2 separate regions of the Gasterosteus aculeatus genome follow, and region 2 is linked to region 1. A link is a contact called in public Hi-C data. All regions are on one chromosome and are shown on one strand. Each heading gives the region's core, a stretch centred on a gene start, on an enhancer-like site or on the middle of the called end of the contact. The rest is flanking DNA. Distances are from core to core; before and after follow the strand shown. Region 1 has its middle 9.2 kb from the start of lancl1. Region 2 holds the start of LOC120825010 (receptor tyrosine-protein kinase erbB-4).

The links. A called contact is a pair of places that touch in the nucleus more often than the background predicts.
Region 2: a contact with region 1 is called in a Hi-C map of skeletal muscle, with 8 times the contacts expected there. The contact joins the promoter of LOC120825010 here to the enhancer-like site in region 1. A contact is called at or near these places in 2 of 6 Hi-C or Micro-C datasets (both in skeletal muscle).

What each region holds. Positions count from the first base shown.
Region 1 is chr1:26,680,908-26,686,277 of fGasAcu3.hap1.1, reverse strand. No RefSeq gene overlaps it. Among protein-coding and RNA genes, the nearest start is that of lancl1, 9.2 kb to the right of the region's middle. Within about 2 kb of position 2,152, at least 1 of the 9 cell types and tissues checked has open chromatin away from gene starts, as enhancers often do.
Region 2 is chr1:26,839,907-26,845,276 of fGasAcu3.hap1.1, reverse strand. It overlaps LOC120825010 (receptor tyrosine-protein kinase erbB-4), which reads left to right and starts at 2,490. Exons shown (of 27, transcript XM_078100196.1): 1 at 2,490-2,860. The coding sequence starts at 2,797. LOC120828705 (receptor activity-modifying protein 1) reads right to left here and starts at 1,201. Exons shown (of 3, transcript XM_040192225.2): 1 at 583-1,201. The coding sequence starts at 655.

The DNA.
Region 1 (5,370 bases), core at 903-3,402:
TACCCCTCGGACCCCTCGGTGCCAGTCTGGAATATGCCGCCTCTACAGGTTTTGAAGTGACACCGCCCCCCCGCAGGCGTGTGTGCGCCTATAGCGACAATGATTGGACCGGCCTCTGAAACGTGTAATAGAGAAGACCCTTTTATGCAGAATTAAAGCGCTGCAATGCTCTTTGTCTGTGTGTGTGTGTGTGTGTGTGTGTGTGTGTGTGTGTGTGTGTGTGTGGATCCAAGCAGAGAAAGGAAGCAGCGATGGAAGCACTACGCATATTTCTCACCCCACCACACACGGCCATTCATAGGTCTCTCTTGCTCGTAAGCGCCCCCCCACACCCACACACACACACCCACACCCACACCCACACACACACACACACACACACACACACCCACACACACACACACACACACACACACACACACACACACACGCACACACTGGCCGGGTAACTGGCCTATTATGTGGCAGTGAGGCGGCTCAGGCGCCATCTCAGGCCTTGCTGACAAAGGGCTGATGTATGGGGCCGCGCGCTCTCTGTGCCGGGATTCGATTAGTGACGCGCAGGCGGTGCGGTCGGCCCGGGACGGGACGGAGGAGTTAGAGCGCTGTCATGCGGGCCCAGCGGGGCGGCAAGCCTCCACTCCGTCTGCCTGATACGGGTGTCACAGCCGCGGGGAGAAGCACGCTGCCTACAGGGCTCTCACTGACTCGAATAACTCTTTTTGCTTTGTCTCTTTTTCCTCTTAAACAGGAAAAGTTCCAGCATACGTGAGAGGAGCGGCTTAACGGGCAAGAGATGTCCAAATGTTGCTTTTTCAAACCTTTGAGAGGGTGGGGTTCGTTTATAATTGAGTTGGTACCATGTTAAAATAAGAAGAAATAGTGGGGAAATATGTCCTTAGTGCACTTAACTGCAGGAGGATCTGTGTGAAAAGTCCTGAGTAAAAATCTAAAAATATGAAACTAAAAGATTTGAAATTGAAAAGCTCCGGATTTGTAGATACACTCAATCAAAGACCAAAGCAAATCCGTTTTTTTTTCAACACTATTCTCTTGTCAATTAGAGTTTTCAATCATTTCATGACATATCTTTGTTTTGGGGGCATGGGTTGCGTGGAGAGGAATTCCAATTTTGAGATATTTCCATATTAGCAATAATTGACAGTGTGCAGAGCACGTCATGCTTTGATTAGCCGTGAGCGGGGGCCTGCGGACTACAATTCACCTTTGAATCATTGAAAACATTTTCAGGCTCCACTTGGCCCGACTCACGTGGAGCCCACTTTCAGCTACTCGCTGTTTTCTGAACAGCCGTCCTTACGTGGCCTCTGCCGCCGTCACGTCCGTCCTCTTTCACCTCCCTCGGATCCGTGCGGCTGCTGAGCGCCGTATTTCTATTCCGGCCCCCATCCTTCCCCCGCCAGGCCGTGTCCGCCGGCGAAGCCAAACAACTTTCCCCACCGCGGTCGCCACGTGGGACCGTGATAAGCGAAGGCGCCTCGGAAGCACGCGCCCGCCTCAAAAAAACACCCGGCGTGAGCGCGCGAACGTAACCAGGTGGAGGTGATTCCGCGCTCCGTGCGAGGCCTCGGCGGGGACGGTGGGCCCCCGACCGGCCGAGGCCCAGCGAGAGACAATCAGCCCGGGGCCGTGGACGGGATTAAGGCGGGAGCGGGCGGCGCGGGGGCCGAGGGGCTGCGGGCGAGCAAGGCGACGGGGATTCTGGGGTGGGGGGGGGGGGTTCTCGCGCCATCAGCAGACCCAGCGGGGGAATGTGAAAATCACCGACCCAGCTCGGGCTCCCAGCCGGGCCACTAATCAGCCGGAGTGGAGTGCAATCACGATGAGGGAGGCCCGTCTGAGGGAGGGACACTAAAAGACACGGCAGTACGACAGAAACCCTTTTTTGTGGGCGGGGGGGAAGAGAATAAGAGGGAAAAGTTGCTGCTGGTACTTGAGATCCGACTGTAGGAGACATTCTGTGTCCCGGCGGAGGACAGAGAGTGAAGTTATTTTAGATGAACAAATGGACGGATTAGATGGACAAAGAAGAAGAAGAAGAACGTCTCCACCATCCAAAGGGTTCAGTATTAGATGAATTTGCTCTACACATTTATGGTTAATGTGCATTCAGATCATTAACACCATCTTCTTTTTCTCTCCCTTTAAGTGTGCCTGATTGCATTGCTCTCAACTGATGAATGCACTCAACACGAGAGGTTATGTTTATATAACTGGCAAACGTGCAATTACGAGTCCCATCACCATCCTCTTGAGAGGAACGCGGAGGAACAAAAGAGACGGATCGAATGCTCGAGGCAAAATTACAGACTGCCGCTCATTGATTGTTACGCAAACACAAAGAAGTCCTGAGTTGTTTTACAGACGAGACGGAGGCACGCCGCTTCTATACCTCAGGGGTGACCGAGCAGGAAACGGCGGGGGTCATTTAAAATCACACTTTAATTTAACGGAAAATGACGGCCATTGTGAACGCGCTCCGTATCGAGTTTAATCCCTTAAAGAGAGTCACTCAGGGCACCGGCATGCTTTGGTAGACAAATAGCTGATTTTGTTCATTCACCTTGTTCATCGACTGTATGGAAAGGGAAGGGGGGGGGGGGCTGAGAGACGGTGTAAATTCTGCAGTGTGTGTGTGTGTGTGTGTGTGTGTGTGTGTGTGTTATGTGGTAATGTGGATACTTAACGACTCTTTTATTACTTGTCTTAACATGATTCAACATGAGTGATCCCATTCAGGGGACAATTGAAGCAGTTCAACAATCACATGTGAGTGGGACCTCGAGGGGTTCAGCCCCCCCCCCCTTCAACGAGGCCACGACCAACAAAATATCACTTTAAGAGACAGGTACCAACTAGGAAGAGACACATCATGAGCTGAAATAAACATTAATCAGTACAAAGACACAAAAAGACTGAAAAGACAAGCAGCAAGGAGACACAATGAGACCAAACAACGAAAAGAACTACACAATCCCCCCAAAATTGCATGAATACTTCTGAAATACCGAATCAATTACAGACAGACACAACGCTACAGCATTAGGGGGCTAAATGGAGTGTGTCTCACAATCCGCCCATGGGTGTGATATCTGTTTGTCTACACAATCGAGTTGTCTCCTCACAGTCCAGTCAGGTGAGTCATTGCCTTTGCATTGTTCTGCTTCACTTTTGTGCACACTTTAGGGTACAATAACCATGAAAAAAATCCGCGGTGAGCCAGAATTACTCTCTGAAAGCTTTCGGTTTTTGTCCGCCTTGCGTTTCTCAGGAACCGATTGTTTGCCCTCAAGACTGTAATTACCAGATGACGCCGTGTGGCTTTCATGCTATTAGCACTTATGAGATGACCTTGAATTTTTAACCCGACGGCAGTTTTTTTTTTTCCTGCAGTTTGCAGTCTGCACTGTCGTGACAAGAAAGCTGTTTTTCTCTCATTTCATCTGTCGCTGCAACTGGTCCCGAATAACGTCTGAAACACCCGACTTTGAGGAAGGTGGTTCTGTTGTGCTGGACTTTGTTGTTGAGCTCGGTGAAGCATCCGTGGCTGTGAACCCCACATGACAGGTCTGCTTGAAAGACGAAATAAAGGCTTTGAACTGCAGGTCAGGATCACAGGCGCCCGGGTGACCCCCCCCCCAAAAGCAAAAGGACATTTTGCGCATCTGTCAACCTGTGGATATTTGCTTTGGTGAACTCTTTGCCCGTCACTGTGTTTGTTTCACATCCGTCTGCAGAAATTCTTCCTCTTTAGTCTTGTCCTTCCTGGTCTACCCTTCGTTAACACCAAGTTACCACGTTTGTTGTCCTGTCTGGAAGCAGCTATACGTGTAAACAACTAGTAATCACTGCGAGTTCTACAAAGACATATTTTCATTTCCTGCAGGAATCAAACAACTCAAACTTTGTGTCAGTTGAAGGTGTGTTTATCTTTTACATTCTTCAAGGAAACAGGCAACATATCGTTTTTTGTTTCTTTTCTAGTTTCAGGGGGCTGATTTGATTCCTGGAACATGCTCACTCACCGGAGCACGGGAATGAAAGAGATGAGGAAGGACACCTGAAAGCGAGTCCTTGCGTGACATCTATGAGTTATGACAGCTCGGGCCTGCTCTGAAAATCTGCAATCTGGTGAGAAAAACAATTGCCATGTGAATTTCTATTAGTCAAACCCAATGACATCCAGCTCAGAAACCTCTTACAAGGTCCTGACTTCCAATGTCAGTAGTCCCCCGTGATACGATGTCCTTTTGTTCAACTTTTTTTGTGTGTTTTTTCTTTTTCCGCCTAAATATCATCTCGGAACAAGGATCTCCGCTTGTGTCTCCGGTGCTTTTGTTGTCATGGGGGGAGTTTGTGCGTGGACAATGGCTCCGTCTGACAGCAGCGATAAGGCTCCTCCGGTTGCTTTTGTATCAGTATGCATCACTCTCACCAGCACTTGTGTTCCCACAAGGAGGAGGGAGGGGAGGGGAGGGGGGGCGGGACATCCAGACGTGAGTGGAGTCCGGGGGGGCGAGTGCGGGCTACGATCCCCTCGGCGCTCCTACTCCGCTAACCGAAATGTTCTTTTCTTTTTCCGTGTGTATTTAGCCACGAGATCTTTGTGCTCTCTGCAGCGTTTGTTCGTCTCGAGGGGCTTTGTGTTGGAGGCAAGCGTGAATCGGCTTATTAGAGGTTTCCAAAAAGGGAACATGTGAAACTAGTCAGCCTGTTGAGGTAACAAAAATGTCTGTAATTCATATTATGTGGCCGGTGAAATTTGTTCAAAACTCTCATCAGAAAAATGTTCCACTTAACACATGAAACGTGAACCGACTAATCGATTCAGGGCGAGCGGTTGGGGGGGAAGAGTTTGCTCTGCCGGCTTCACGATTCCCTCCACGTTCCTCTGATTCCCAGCGACTCGCCGGTCGATAGCGGCCTTTGAGCAAGGCAGAGGCCCCTGTCGTGCCTGCAATTCGCCAGGGTTTAGCCGCGGTCGGCCATTGTTGCGGCTAAACCGTGACGGATTCGGCGGCGGCCCGCTTCCCCCCCATTAGTCGGGCCCGGCGGGTGAGAGCACAGACCCGAGGTCCCCTAATGGGAACGTAATGCACTTCTACGTACCTGCGGCCAAATAGAGAGAAAGCGGCGGCTGTTTTTTCCTCCGCGGGGGCGTTAGATCTCCGCAGTCAGCGAGCGCGACGTGTATCGTAAGCAGAAGTCTCGGCTCCAAATTGGAACCGGGGCATCGAGTTCTCTCGTGTGCTTAGCGGAGGGATCGCTGCTTTTACTGGGGAGGAATTGTGTGTTTTATGACAGGGCGGTGTGTGTGTGTGTGTGTGTGTGTGTGTGTGTGTGCGTCAG
Region 2 (5,370 bases), core at 1,241-3,740, 160 kb before region 1:
CATATTTTGGGCACACACGCAGAGGAAACACCCGTCAGTCTAACAGGAATCATGAATTCTGCCGGCTGTTCCTGGACCCAATATCTATGGAAATAAATGAGGCTCATAAATGAGACGAGGATCCGTCCATCTCAGATGCTTAGCCAGCGGCTGAGTCCTGATGTTGGCGTCAATCGGACACGTGCTCGAGTGATACTACTGAGGAGGGGTATGGACACCCAATGCATCATCTGATGATATTATAAGTAGTACGACAGTCAAAGGGAGCATTTTCTGTGTCTTGCTTTACCACAAAGTTGAGTCACAACTTGAAAGAATGTTTTTCTACAGTTAGAAATCGCTACTTTCCTCCCTTCCCCCCCCCTGACGTTGCCTCAGACGATGACACAAACTGTGCAAAGCTGCGGATTAAACTAAATAAACGAATGAATGCATAGACAACAAACAGACAAAACAGGATCTCTACGAGGTCAGTCATCTCTGACATGTGTACTACTTGTGTTTATTGCAACACACCATTCCAAATGCATGCGATTTATTCATGTAAGGAAACGGCAGAATCCCACGGATCAAATCACTCACCTGCCAACAACAACATGAGGAGCGACGCGCGCTGCGCAGCCATGGCGAGCTCCTCCAGGGCGCTTTCACGCATTCTGCTCAGTCCCTGGAGTGGTGGTGGTGGTGGGGGGGGGGAATCAACAGCAGCCTTTTCCTTCTTCCTCCATGTATCACAGCCACTGGCCCACACACACACCCAGAAACACACACACCAACGTGAAAGATAACAGAGGGACAGGGACAAGGGGGCAAACTGCACGCTACCCCCCCTCCCTTTGGCCGGACACAGTGGGCGGGCAGCTCCCCCCCCCCTTCCGGCGCTTGGACCTAATCATAGAAGCTTCTGCGCGTCATCTGATCCAGCGTGCCGCCGCTCACGAGGGGGACGCGACACAGCCGGACACCCGGACAGATATGAGAGGCACGGGTGATTCAAAAAGAGCCGCGTTATAAAGTGCAACAACTGAGCCCCTGAAGGGCTGCCGCATTGTTTTGTTTCTGTTGTGCCCTTAATCTAGAACGGAGCGTGCCATTCCACAGGAGGACGCCTTTCAATTCACAACTATTCCGATTCATAATCCACGAGTCGAAAGCCACGCGCTCTTAAATTGGCACCATTACCACTGCGGAGGCCCGCTGTGAGATAACACAACGTTAGACTCATCATATGTTTTTAATTATAACTCAAGTCCCCACCCCCCCATCAGTTATTTATAATTTGTATGATATGCAGCCCCCCGCGCCCGTCCCCCTCAATCAAATGTCTCTTTGGACTCACACGGGGACACATTACGGAGCGCTGAGGCAGAACTCCCGTCTCCAAGCTCTCAAATGTCAGTAATTGAACGTTTTATCTGCACATTTTGTTTTTCTTTCTTTTCCTCTTGTACGGGAACAGAGTGACATCTATAGTCTCCTCCGGGGCCGCTCGGAGTCGTGCGGCCCCCCCAGTGTGAGTGCCGGCGTGCCACTGAGCTCCAATAAATGCGTCACACGGCTCGTGTGTCAGCGACGCTGGTGGCTGCTCCGGTCGTTCTGACACATCAAAGTTTTCTAAATGTTGATAGACGAATGGGATTCAAGGTGGTTTTTGGACCAAAAGTCCCCAAAAACAGCTTGCAGATTCATGCAAACTGCAGGGGGCCCTGGGAATGGAGTAATTCTCTGCATGTTCCTCTAGAGAGCAGCAGAGGACCCTAAATGGAGCCTCTCTTTGCCGCTGTTATGCAGGATCCTTTCCTAAACTTGGGGAGCTGATTGGTAATGGAGCCAGTTTATGCTGTACACGCATCACAAATCAATACTCTCTTCTCCCCCCGCAGACTGTTTCACACTTTGACATCAGTCTACAAAGGAAGCCAGCGGAGGTGGAATGGGACACGCCGGCTCGTAAAACGAGCGGCCCTGAAAATGGTTTACTGCCGCAGCCATCCCGCTCGGCGCGGCCCCTTTTTTTCCACCAGCTTCATCAAAAGTTTATTGGCCTGCTGCTGGTGGACATTTGCACCGGCTGGCCACTTGCTGCGAGGCTGACTTCAATAATCCACCCAGAATGCGGTATTTGGATAGTTGTTAACCAGTCTGTGACAACACGGAGATATGCCGTGGTGTTCTTTCTTTTCAGACTTTGTATGTGATGTGTCATGGAAGCCAATAAGCTCCCAGAGCCGAGAACATCCACAGGTAGAAACCAAAAGAGCGTCTTCTCTGGACAGGTGTAGCGACAGCAGGGAAGACGCCGAATAGCCAATCAGAAGAGGCGATACGTGAGGTGGGCGGATTTAACCCCCCCCCCCCCAAAAAAAGAGAGAACAAGACGCTCCTAATCTTTCGGATAGCCGTTTTAATAGGCTGAAGGGGGTGTCAGTCACAGAGAGGAGGCGTGTTCGGACCCCCCTACAGTCCGCGCCGAGTCCCCCACCCGCCACCCGCCACCCCCCCCCGCCCTACCGGCGCTCTTGCAGCGTGGGGAGTGAATGGCTGTGATTATCCTCGGCGTACAACGACCTAAACACCGGCCTGGGAACTGATAAACAAACCGCCAATAACGCGCCGCGTAAAAGCTCTCCACGCACACGGACACCGTGTCAGCGAAGACTCTGACGTGTTTGTTTTTCTCCTCCTTTCTGCTTGCGGTTGTTTATTTCTGTGCGCAATAGAGACATGCGGATATCTTGATTTGGACATGTGAGTCACGGGAGTTATCAAGACAAGCAGCCCCCTTCTTTTTCGAAGATGAAGTTCCTCGCTTGCCTCCTCGTCCCTTTGCTGGTGATCCCATCGAGTGCGGCACAGTCAGGTGAGTGCTTGGATGTGCGTCTCTCTCGGCACCGGGGTCCTCCCCGTCAGGTCAGCCCGGTGAAGCGGGAAGGGGTCCGGCGAGGGTTCACGCGCCACCGGCTGATCCACTCTACCAGTGTGCGTAATGATAATTAATGGGCATGCTATTAAACGCCGCCTGTTGTTGGATCAACATCACGCTGTCAAAAAACTTGACACAACTTCATATGCGAGCTCGTTGACGCTGTTTGGAATCGGCGCACCGAGAGTCACACCTGCGGCAGCCTCAGCTGTGGGATTCGGCGGCGCGCGCGAGGCTCCAAACCCCGCAGTTCCGAAATGTTCCAAAATCCACTGAAGAAATCGAAACTGTGATGAAAGCGTGACTCTGAATACCCGTTAGTTTCATATTGTTCACTCGATGAGCATAAACGCGCCGTAGTTTTAATTGAACCGCTGTAAGCGGCGCATTCATTTAGATGTAGCACGACGCGTCCCCCGGGCCCCTGGGGTCGGTCCCCCGGTCGAAAATGCCCGTAATCCGATGCTCAATAGCTTGCACTTTTATTTGGTACCCTGGCAGATTTGCTGCTGCGACATGTCACATTTGCTGTGTGACATGTTGTTCGTGATTTTGCAACACTGATCAGCAAATAATTGACTTTGCTGATGAGAATTCTCGCCGTTGAACTTTGCACAGAGTCGCTGTTCAGTGAGGACTTTATTAAGCTCCGCTGGTCTTTTTGGTTCGTTCTGTGGTGCAATGTCATGCACAGTCATGTTTTTTTTTGTTTGCCATTTTGTGTTGTGATGATTTTAATGATTTAATGTGAAGCACTTTGTATCGCCTCGTTGTTGCCCCGGGTCTTCATTTTGGGCTGTTAAGCACTTGGTGATGCCATGAATCTTCTGTATTAATTGATATCATCAAGCTTTGGCAAGGGATGCCGTACTGGAATAAAAGAAGCGTAGCAGGATTGATTTTAAAAGGCACAAACTGATTCTGGGTAGGGGGCTTGGGGGGGGGGGGGGCTCCTTCTGAGGCAGGAGAAACAAACACACACTGCTGGCTGGTTGTGGCGTAGGTCTTGCATTGGAGTGGATGGATGAGTGTCAGGCGGGGATGAATGGGGGGGGGTGTTATTTATTCACTATATGCATACACTCCCATCCAACAGATCTGTGATGCAAATCCAGCCCAAGAATCCGAGCTATGCCTCCTGGGACGTTCATCGTGGGTGTGTATGCAGAGTGGATGTTGGTGTGCTGTCCGTCCACTCTCTTCAGCTTTCAATCTTCCCTTTTCCTCTCACCGTGGCTCTAAAGAAGTCCCACCCTGCCCCGTCGATCATGTCCTATCAGGTTGGAGCAAGTTGAGCACGTCGCTTCAGTTGCGTTTAAAGATGGTGATTGAATCTGTCTGCGCGCTCCCGTGGCGAGACAAATGTCTGCTGCATTCCTGCCAGTCAGCTGGTCTGTGGAGCTATATGCAGTATTGTGTGTGTGTGGGTGTGTGTGCGTGGGTGTGTGTTGTGTACAGTAAGGCCACATGCCAAAAATGGAGATGTTGGCACCACAAGGCGCCTGATTGAAGGCTGGTTTGACTGACTGCTGGCTGAGCGAGAGGATCTGAGGACTTCCTCTTCCTTTCAAATAAACATTGAGAAGAAGTAATTCAGAGGACGGGATTGATCCTTATCCTGAAAACTCTGTGGCAAGCTGACAACTTCCTCCTTCATCTTGGACTTGGACATCTTGGCATGCAGGATTTCTTTCTTGATTCACGAAAACTGAGCAAATCAAGCCGATTGTTGCAGTTAAAATTCCCCACAATTAAGCCTGAAGCGAGTGACATTCATGAGACAATAGTTGTGTTGTTTTGGGGTTCGGGGTCAATGGATACAGCTGACTGACATTTACTGACATTATTGATTTAATCAGACAACAATTCTCCTAATTAATCGTCTACTTTGTGGGATTCTTTAATGAGCCATTTAACAAAAGGGTCCACGGTGTTACTTTTGTCATCAAAAACAACCGATGCGTTATCGGAATTGTCGGCATCGATCATCCGTCGATCAAGTCGTCCTCGCGGCTCTCGTTGTGGCTGCCGGTAGGTCTTCCTCAGCCCCCACGAGGAAGACCATGCCATTTAAAGCTCTTTACCGTCCGTCCGTCTCCCACGTTGAGTGGCTTTGAATCCCGTCTTTCCCTGAGCTCCGCTTGTTCGCTATTCGGCTGAATGTTTTTTGTTTTTTTTCTCCGTTGCTCTTTTTAGGCTCAAGCTGCTGTCTCACCTCCGAGGCGATGACGGCAAATAGATTTGTACTACAAAGACAAGAGAGAAAAGACAAAAGAATCACCTGTGAAACAAAGCCGTCGCTTCTGTGAAACAAACGCTGTACGATAAATGCTGCATTCAGTGTGTGTGTGTGTGTGTGTGTGTGTGTTTTGGGTGACATTTTAAAGGCATGCTCTCCTGTGAAATGCGGTGACGGGGGGGGCTGCTGAATGCCACTATCAAATTAC